Linked DNA regions of Macaca mulatta: region 1 is linked to region 2. A link is a contact called in public Hi-C data. All regions are on one chromosome and are shown on one strand. Each heading gives the region's core, a stretch centred on a gene start, on an enhancer-like site or on the middle of the called end of the contact. The rest is flanking DNA. Distances are from core to core; before and after follow the strand shown.

Region 1 (5,129 bases), core at 64-2,563, 130 kb after region 2:
CAACCTTAGGTGTTGGATTTTGTGATCATCCAGAATATATCCCAGCCAGTTCACAGTGCTGGAGCTATTACAGAACACCAGAACAGTTCCTGAGGGGCCAGTCCTTTCTGCTCTGTTATGATGCTTGAGAATGTGCACCAGCTCGGCTACCTTATCTGCTCCCTTCAGTCTCAGAAATGTCTGTTTCACATGAGGCATGATACAGTGGAGATTGGAGCTGGTGATGGTGGTGACAGCATCTGGGCTGGCGACTTTATCCAGCAACTGGCCTACACCTTCGGGAAATGTGGCTCCTACCAGCACTAACTGAGCTTTGGGATTGAAGCGGTCTTCCAAGTCAGCTGGGCCGTCTGCTATGTGGCTCTTCTCTAAGATGCAGTCCACCAGTTCCAGGAAGCTTTCATCCAGCAGTGTGTCTGCCTCATCCAACACCAAGAACGAGAGTTGCTCCAGACTAATCAGTCGACTTTTCAGGGCCTTCCACAGAGCCCCTGGAGTGGCCACTAGCACATCTGCTGAAGGTTGTCTGGCCAATTGCATCCTGATCCTACACATGCCGTGGCCTCCCTCCAGGTCCCGCACCAGCAGGCCCAAGGAGCGGCCCAAGGGTTGGGCCACAGCCTGCACCTGTTGGGCCAGTTCTCGGGAAGGAACAAGGACTAGGCCTCGGGGAGCGGGGATACGAAGGGAGTCCAGGCTTGGCTGGACCATGAGCCGTTGAAACAGCGGCAGGAGGTAGCTGAGAGTCTTGCCACTGCCGGTTTCTGCGGCGCAAAGGACGTGGCGGCCGCGAAGTAGTTGGGGGATGGTGTTAGACTGCACGGTTGTGGGCTGAACGACTTCAGGCGCAACCTCCTGTAGTGCGTGCAGCACACGGGGCTCCAGGCCCAGGTCAGCAAAGTTGCCCTCAGACGAGAGCTTTTGCACAGCTGGCGCCTCCTGTTGCGCTCGCTCGATGGAGAAGTGGTCCCGACGCGCGCGTCGACTCTTCCAGCCTTGAGAGGCTAGCGGCGCGCTCTCCCAACGACCCAGTGTGAGGCGCGCCGGCTGGTTGAACTCCGGCCGCCGCGCCGAGACCAGCAGCCGTCCAGGTCGAACCAGCACCGGCCTCGGGAGGTTCCGCTGCCTGCTCTGCCGTTGTTCCAACTGCCGCTGTAGAGCCACTGGAATACGCACCACCGGCAGGGGTTCGTCGGGACTGCGGACCGTGAGACCTCGTCGGGGCGCCAGGATCAACCGAGCCACGAGGGAAAAGAGCCTCACTGGCCGCGATAGAGCCATGTTTCCCTTAGTGCGGCAGAAGCGCACACAAGTGACGTCACGGACGCGCCGCGACCTCGCGTACGGTGGCTGGCGAGGCTCAGTACATTGTACGGAGCTGCAGCACCGTGAGGAAGAAGGGAAGTTCTCCTTAAGAGTTCAGCTGCGAGGTCTGTAGCTCGGAATAGGGGATGGCGACATCCAGACCCGGCCAGCCTTGGGGAAGGGTGCGTCGTGGTGGCAGGACTGGAGGCTGGCGATACGAGGCGGCAGTGGGGCCTTGACCCAATGGATCATGAGGGCGGAGGGCTTCTGGCGATTGGTTACCTGGTTCCTGGGATTCTCTTTAGTTGTTCCTTATTGCCCAGAGATAGCTTGTCCCGTGCTGGTCTCCGAGGTTGCAGCTGTTTTCCCAGATGTGTTCCCTGCGCAGGGTCTGGTAATCCTTTTTTATTGAGAATTTGAATGAATGGTCAGGCCTAGGGGCCGAGACAGGGGTGTGAAATCGTAGATCTGGTCTCAACCCCTCACGCTCCCTGTCTGAAAGCCCAGAGTGCAAGCTGATGGCTTTCAGCTGCTTCTCTCTCTCAAGTGGGAGGTGAGGTCTTCAGGCTTTATTTCAAGCTGGGTCATCTCTTCTTCACAGTTATTTTCCTTACTTTTCAGCCAAGATTCACTCTCTACTCCTTCGTCACCCATCCCAACTTCTCATCCTGAACCCACCCCTCTTGCAGCCCGCTCAGCTCCGCTGGTTTCCCGGTCAGAAACCTATATTGCCTAAATAGTAGTAAGAAGGGTGCTGCGACCCTGCGAAATGAGCAGGTACGTAGCTTATCATGTAGCCCTGGTCAGGCAGAATATTTTACCTGAATTCAGATATTCGGGTTGTAAAAACAAGAACTATATGAGTCACCTTTTTTTTTTGTCCTGAGACACAGTCTCGTTCTGTCACCCAGGCTGGAGTGCAGTGGCGCGATCTCGGCTCACTGCAACCTCCGCCTCCGGGGTTCAAGCGATTCTCCTGCCTCTGCCTCCCGAGTAGCAGAGACTACAGGCATGCACCACCCACTCCCGGCTAATTTTTTCTATTTTTAGTAGAGGCAGGGTTTCACCATGTTGGCCTCGCTGGTCTGGAACTCCTGGCCTCAAGTGATCTTCCCACCTCGACCTCCCAAAGTGATGGGATTACAAGCGTGAGCCACCATGCCCAACAGACACTTCTTGAACAGATCTGGAAAATAGGTGTCAGATATTTTCTGTAATCCGCAGTGCCTGGGGTGGGAGATAAGGTAAATGTTTATGGGTTAACTCTGGGAGGTTCGTAACATCTGGAGAAAGCGTTTTAGTTTCATCAAATACCACTGAAAAGATAAAAACTGCTTTTTTTTGGAATAGTATGAGGAAAAACTTTTACAATTTTAAGTACACTCTACCCTTGTGCTACACAATTAGACTTTCTGGAGAGTTGCCAGATAAACCAGAGGAGTAGAGGCTTTTTTTCTCCACAAGAAAACATCTGGAAGTACGAAGAGAAAGTTTTGAGTAGTGATGGGTGAATGAACAGTCATTGGATAAGGTAGTGGTTCTAAAACAAGGGTGATTTTGCCCTTTCCCCCCTTTCCCTCCCACCATATTTGACAATGGCTGGAGACTTTTTTTTTTTTTTTTTTTTTGAGACAGTCTCACTGTGTTGCCCAGGCTGAAGTGCAGTGTTGCAGTCTTGGCTCACTGCAGCCTCTGCCTTCTGGGTTCAAGGGATTCTCCTGCCTCAGCCATCTGAGTAGCTGGAATTACAGGCATGCGCTACCACGCCCAGGTAACTTTTGTGTTTTTAATAGAGACAGAGTTTCACTATGATGGGCAGGCTGATCTCAAACTCCTGACCTGGTGATTTGCCCGTCTTTGCTGAGATTACAGGTGTGAGCTGCTGTGCCCGGCCGGATTCTTTTTTTTTTTTTTTTTTTTTTTTTGAGACGGAGTCTCGCTCTGTCGCCCGGGCTGGAGTGCAGTGGCCGGATCTCAGCTCACTGCAAGCTCCGCCTCCCGGGTTTACGCCATTCTCCTGCCTCAGCCTCCCAAGTAGCTGGGACTACAGGCGCCTGCCACCTCGCCCGGCTAGTTTTTTGTATTTTTTAGTAGAGACGGGGTTTCACTCTGTTAGCCAGGATGGTCTCGATCTCCTGACCTCGTGATCCGCCCGTCTCGGCCTGCCAAAGTGCTGGGATTACAGGCTTGAGCCACCGCGCCCGGCCAGCCCGGCCGGATTCTATGCTACTTTTATGATTCTACAAACTCAGGGCTCCTCCTTATCCAAATAGTTCCTTGGGGCCAGGCTCACGCCTGTAATCCCAGCTACTCCGGAGGCTGAGGCAGGACAATCATTTGAACCCAGGAGGTGGAGGTTGTTGCGGTGAGCCGAGATCACAGCACTGCACTCCAGCCTGGGCGACAGGGCGACGCTCTGTCTAAAAAAAAAAAAAAAAAAAAAAAGTCCTTTGGATGTTTGTCCCAACAGGTTTCATCCATTTCCATGTGCCACTGTTTTTCAGATATCAAACAAAGAATTACTCTGTACAAAGCTAGAACAAATATATCAAAGTAATTCCGAAGTATCAGAACAAAATAATACGTATGTATGTGCATTTGGGTTTTTGGGTTTTGTTCAAACATCCAGGGTAGGGTAGCTGGTTAATATATAGTTGTTTTCTCATTATGCTTGAGTCCTTACAATATGATTACCTCAAAATTTCACAGGAGTTAGAGCTTGCCTAAGCCTGTCTGTGCCCATGGCCACTAATTTCTTCTTGTCACATCACTAGACACTGCCTGCCTTTTTTTTTTTTTGAGACAGAGTCACGCTCTATCACCCAGGCTGTAGTGCAGTGGCACCATCTCGGCTCACTGCAAGCTCCACCTCCCCAGTTCACACCATTCTCCTGCCTCAGCCTCCCGAGTAGCTGGGACTACAGGCGCCCGCCACCACGCCCGGCTAATTTTTTGTATTTTTAGTAGTGACGGGGTTTCACTGTGTTAGCCAGAATGGTCTCGATCTTCTGACCTCGTGATCCGCCCGCCTCGGCCTCCCAAAGTGCTGGGATTACAGGCGTGAGCCACCACGCCCGGCAACACTGCCTACCTTTTTTCCCCCTCACTCACGGTAGACATTGAGTAACTTCTAATTGTTTTCTTGAGATATTTTTATAAGTAGTGCTTTAGAAATAGGAAAGGTGTCCTTATTGTGAAAAAAATCTAAGCTCCTGGGATCAGGAGCTTGGTGTGTTCCTTGGATCTCAGTTAATAATGGTATATTCATTCATTCAACAAATACTTCCTGAGCACCATGCATGTGCCAGGCACTGACTGTGAACAAAACAGCCAAAATTCCTGCCCTTGTGGAATTTACATTCTGATTTAATTGATTTGGGGTAAGGCCTAGACAGAGTCTTACTCTGTCACCCAGGCTAGACTTCAGTGGCACAATCTCGACTCACTGCAACCTCTGCCTCCCAGGTTCAAGTGATTCTTCTGCCTCAGCCACCCCAGTAGCTGGGATTACAGGTGCGTGCTACCACACCCGGCTAATTCTGTATTTTTAGTAGAGACGAGGTTTTGCCATGTTGACCAGGCTGATCTTGAACTCCTGACCTCAGTTGATCCGCCTACCTCGGCCTCCCAAAGTGCTGGGATTACAGATGTGAGCCACTGTGCCCGGCCTAGAAATTGGTATTTTTAAAAACCTCTCCAGATGTAACTAGGCTTGAGAATCACAGTTATAAATGAAGCACTTTGGAAATTGCAAGCATTACAACAATAAAAAGTGCTGTTAATATTCCTTTATTGTTCCTCCGTTTTCCCACCTGTAGCAGGAC
Region 2 (5,026 bases), core at 1,357-3,856:
CTCACTGCAACCTCTGCCTTCCGGGTTCAAGTGATTCTCCTGCCTCAGCCTGCCAAGTAGCTGGGGATACAGGCGCGCGCCACCACACCCAGCTAATTTTTGTATTTTTAGTGGAGACAGGATTTCACCATGTTGGCCAGGGTGATCTCGATCTCCTGATCTCATGATCCGCCCGCCTCGGCCTCCCAAAGTGCTAGGATTACAGGTGTGAGCCACTGCGCCCAGCAGGCTCAGGTTTTCAACTTGGCCCCCTCTTCTAACCCCAGAACTTGACTGATGCCATCGCCCGAGCAGCTGCAGACACATTACAGGGGCCGATGCAGGCAGCCTACCGGGAAGCCTTCCAGAGTGTGGTGCTGCCGGCCTTTGAGAAGAGCTGCCAGGCCATGTTCCAGCAAATCAATGATAGCTTCCGACTGGGGACACAGGAATGTGAGTGGGGTCATATGGCCCAAGGTGGGAGCGGTTATCCTCTTTCCTTCTGTTCCTCTTATAGTCCCTGTGGTCACCCCTCAGACTTGCAGCAGCTAGAAAGCCACATGAAGAGCCGGAAGGCACGGGAACAGGAGGCCAGGGAGCCTGTGCTGGCCCAGCTGCGGGGCCTGGTCAGCACACTGCAGAGTGCCACTGAGCAGATGGCAGCCACCGTGGCCAGCAGTGTTCGGGCTGAGGTGCAGCACCAGCTGCATGTGGCTGTAGGCAGGTGTGTGGGCAGAGTACTGGGCAAGGTGGTGGGCTTGAGAAAGGCCAGATTGGGCTCCCTGTTCACTTCACCTCACTCACTTCCCTTTGCAGCCTTCAGGAGTCCATTTTAGCACAGGTACAGCGCATCGTTAAGGGTGAGGTGAGTGTGGCGCTCAAGGAGCAGCAGGCCGCCGTCACCTCCAGCATCATGCAGGCCATGCGCTCAGCTGCTGGCACACCTGTCCCCTCTGCCCACCTTGACTGCCAGGCCCAGCAAGCCCATATCCTGCAGCTGCTGCAGCAGGGCCACCTCAATCAGGCCTTCCAGCAGGTATGATAGGTGTTAGGCCCTGGTAAGGGTCACGTGTCTCTTGACAAGGCCCACACACCATACATTCCACCCACCAGCTTTGCACCTTCTGGTCCCAGCAGACTGTTCTTGGTTCCCTTTGGCCTCGAGGCCATTGTCCCTGCTGCTTCCTCTTCCTGGACCCCCTTCTTCCCACCTAGCCCACCTTGCTTTACAACTACCCTTCTCAGGAACCATTTCCCAATCCCCTAGGGTAACTATACAACTCTGCGGGGCTCTCTCTGAGTCCCTCTGGAGCCCTCACTAGCGCACCCCGTTGTCTTCCTCCCTCAGGCCACACAGTTCAGATAAACAGACATTCCATCCTGATATTTGCTATAAACACTGCTCTTTTTTTCTCCTCCAGGCACTGACAGCTGCTGACCTGAACCTGGTGCTGTATGTGTGTGAAACTGTAGACCCAGCCCAGGTTTTTGGGCAGCCACCCTGCCCACTCTCTCAGCCTGTGCTCCTTTCCCTCATCCAGCAGCTGGCATCTGACCTTGGCACTCGAACTGACCTCAAGCTCAGGTAAGTGGGGGCAGCCAGGAATGGGGAGATGAACTGGGGAGTGGGGGAGTAGGAGCGAGCAGTTTGAATCTGACACCCACTTCTGCCTGAATCCTCTCCCTAATTTTCTCCACCAATCCTCTCTGCCCTCACCCAGAGGGTTTCCTCTGGGCTTCAGTGCCACCAGGGGGCGCTCCCATCTGCTGGTGCCCACCTGTAGCCTGTCCTTTCCCCCATCCCCAGCTACCTGGAAGAGGCCGTGATGCATCTGGACCACAGTGACCCTATCACTCGGGACCACATGGGCTCCGTTATGGCCCAGGTGCGCCAAAAGCTTTTTCAGTTCCTGCAGGCTGAGCCACACAACTCACTTGGCAAAGCAGCCCGGCGTCTCAGCCTCATGCTGCATGGTCTTGTGACCCCCAGCCTCCCTTAGCTGCTAAGCCTGCCTTGCCCAGGGGTGGGATGGCACTGAAGGCCATCAGACAGGCCTAGGCCGAGGCAGGGTCACGGCTGGCCTTTACCTGCTCAGGCCCCCATCTCTGGGGTGTTTGGGGGTCAGGGAGCAGGGAGCACTGGCCGTGGTCTACAGGGTGTGGTAGTCAGAAGGTTTAGGCTGGGCCCAGGGCAGGTATTGTGCCTGCTTGGGTTCTGCCATGCCTGGAGCATGACCCTGAGATCGTGACACCACTTGAGTGGAATTTTCCATGTTCCTTTTTACCTCTAATTTGGATCTTTTTGTTTTTGAAAAATGTTGAGAAATTCAATTAAATGCTTTTGGAATAAAATGGAGTATGTGTGTGCTTTTGGCTTGTCTTTGGTGTGACTCTCATAACTGCCCTCTGTTCCTTCCCTGCCCCTCTCTTCCCTGTGGAGCTCTGTCTAGGCCAACCCAGCCAAGGGGCGGGGTTACCCACTCATCTGCTCCAACTGCCTTCCCAGATCTCCCTTCTCCCTCCTTTTATGGGGTGAGGGTCCAGGGGCCTGCTCAGCACCAGCCTGTGCTCCTGGGAATTTCTGCTCTCTGAGGTCCCTTCTCGCTCCTTTTCCCATTTGGGTGTTGGAGGTGGAGCCGCCGGCTGGGTTCGGAGCCCCACCCCCGGCTTCCATCCAATCACCGTCCCTCCCTCCGGGGGCTGGGCGGACGGGCTGCGCTCCAAGCTGCTAGCTCTGGCACTAGGCTCTCAGCCAGGGACGATGCGCCGCTGCCACTGCCGCTGCCGCTGCTGCTGGCAACCACCCCGTGCCCTGAGGCCGTTGCTGTTGCTGCCCCTCGGTGAGTGCGGGCGTCCGGGGCCCGGGCCACACCCCCTCCTTGCCCAGCCAGGCCAGACTGGGCATAGGGTGTGTGGGAACACTGGGCACCAGGGTGGAGAAGAGTTGCAAGGGCTCCAGGAAGGTGTGCTGGTGACTTCAGGACAGAAGGTGAGAGGCACAAACAGCCCTAGTTATGGGGGAAGGACTCCAAAATTTGCATCCCCTCTTATGATAAAGGGAGACATGCCAATGGCAGGACTTATAGATCGGTCATAGGATCCCTAAGTCCTCTCTGAGGGTCTGGCCTGGATCCCAATACCTCTGCATCCTGCCCTGTCTCTCCAAAAATACCTATCTTTAGAGAGAGTTTGGAGGGCCAAGCAAAGCTTGTCTAAACCGCAGAGAGATGCACTTGTTTCTAGTCCCGGGCCTCTGGACCACCCTCCCCTCCACCCTATCCTGATTCCTTCACGTGAACCCTCCTCATCCCACCTGGGGCCCCAGAAGCTCAGAGGAAGAGCTGATTTGGGGGACACAACATCCCCTCCCCCTGTGCAAATCCCAGTCTGGGTCTTACCTTGAAGGGGGCCTGGGTAGGTAATCCCCAGATTTGCCCTTTAGTTCCTTAGGGCACCCTTTTTCCGCTGAGTCACATCCCCAGAGTGCTCCCAGGTAAACAAGCCCCTGGGGGCTGGGGGACGGGCCTGGCTCATCCTATCTACCATTCCCCCACCCCCACCCCACTTCTAGTCCTTGTACCTCCCCTGGCAGCAGCTGCAGTGGGCCCAAACCGCTGTGACACCATATACCAGGGCTTCGCCGAGTGTCTCATCCGCTTGGGGGACGGCATGGGCCGCGGAGGCGAGCTGGAGACCATCTGCAGGTACCAGCGGGTGCGAGGCAGTGGCCCAACCTGTGCCACCATTGGGGACTGAACCTTTTATTTCCCAAACCAAAATCTCCTTGCCTCACCTAATCCCCCTAATCCCACTCCCTTAACAGATCTTGGAATGACTTCCATGCCTGTGCCTCTCGGGTCCTGTTGGGCTGTCCGGAGGAGGCAGCTGCAGTGTGGGAATCACTACAGCAAGAAGCTCGCCGGGCCCCCCATCCGAATAACTTGCACACTCTGTGCAGCGCCCCGGTGCATGTTCGGGAGCGCGGTACAGGCTCCGAAACCAACCAGGAGACACTGCCAGCTGCAGCACCTGCACTCCCCATGGCCCCTGCGCCCCCACTGCTGGCGGCTGCTCTGGCTCTGACCTACCTCCTGGGGCCTCTGGCCTAGCCTATCAGGTCAGGTGGCAGTGCCTGTGCCTCCAGCCCTGCCCTGGCGGTGGTTGTCCAGGCCCTGCAGAGCGCAGCAGGGCTTTTCATTAAAGGTATTTATATTTGTACTAAGCTCCTTCCTTTCTCCTGGCTGCGGCCTTGCTTGGCTGGGGCCAGGGACTCCCAGAAACTGATCCTTTGCTTGGATGGAATGGGCGGGGCTGAGGGCCACCACAGGGGACTCAATCTTCCTCCTTACGAACACTGGTTTCCCAGTGGCAGCGCAAAGCTTTCCATTTCGTGCAGGTCCCAAGAGCTCCTCCAGTGGAGACCAGAGATCTGCCGGAATGCACAGTCTTCCTCTACTTTCCTATGCTGGCTTGGGGTCGGGAGGGCGGGGTCTCAGCCCTGCACTCCTAGCACTGCCTACCCCTTCTATCCTGGCCCCTGGGGGCCAGGTGAGCTGGTGAAGTGCCCTTGATCTCAGCTCCACCCCCTCCCCAGCCTCTGGGCTCCTGACCATTTCACCTCCTCCTCTCTCTGCCTGTCACCTCAGCCTTCAAGGCACAGCACAGACTGTGTGCTCAGTCCCTTCCTCTGGCTTTCTGGTCTGTCTGAAGGAGGCCTGTTCTAGAAGGTGGGGAGCCTCTGTTGAAGTCCACATTCAAGCCCCTGATATGACCTGAAGTGGCAAAAACTGGGGTTACTGTAAGGGTTCCTCTGGCCTCTGCTCTCCACAACCTTGTTCTTTGAGAAGAGGTAGGCGGTGTGTTGTCAAAACAACTGCAGAAGGCTTTCTGGAAGCCGTGGAATGACAGCATGTGGTGTGCGAGGAGCCCCTCTTCATACCGGTGGAAGAGCAAAATCAGCTAGGCAGAATCTGAGGAAGGAGGAAGCCTTCTGGGGGTGGGACCTTCTTCTGATCAGCCTTCTCCCACCACTGTCAGGATCCTATTC

The links. A called contact is a pair of places that touch in the nucleus more often than the background predicts.
Region 1: a contact with region 2 is called in a Hi-C map of fetal cortex germinal zone, with 2.7 times the contacts expected there. The contact joins the promoter of DDX28 here to the promoter of NRN1L in region 2. A contact is called at or near these places in 2 of 14 Hi-C or Micro-C datasets (fetal cortex germinal zone and liver).

Annotation. Positions count from the first base shown.
Region 1 is chr20:63,593,552-63,598,680 of T2T-MMU8v2.0, forward strand. DDX28 (DEAD-box helicase 28) reads right to left here and starts at 1,314. Exons shown (of 1, transcript XM_001097528.5): 1 at 1-1,314. The coding sequence starts at 1,281. DUS2 (dihydrouridine synthase 2) reads left to right here and starts at 1,363. Exons shown (of 18, transcript XR_013411056.1): 1 at 1,363-1,430; 2 at 1,927-2,082.
Region 2 is chr20:63,458,547-63,463,572 of T2T-MMU8v2.0, forward strand. It overlaps NRN1L (neuritin 1 like), which reads left to right and starts at 2,607. Exons shown (of 3, transcript XM_028841533.2): 1 at 2,607-2,819; 2 at 3,551-3,683. The coding sequence starts at 2,741. EDC4 (enhancer of mRNA decapping 4) reads left to right here. Exons shown (of 29, transcript XR_013411015.1): 25 at 267-432; 26 at 517-703; 27 at 796-1,048; 28 at 1,342-1,564; 29 at 1,787-2,331.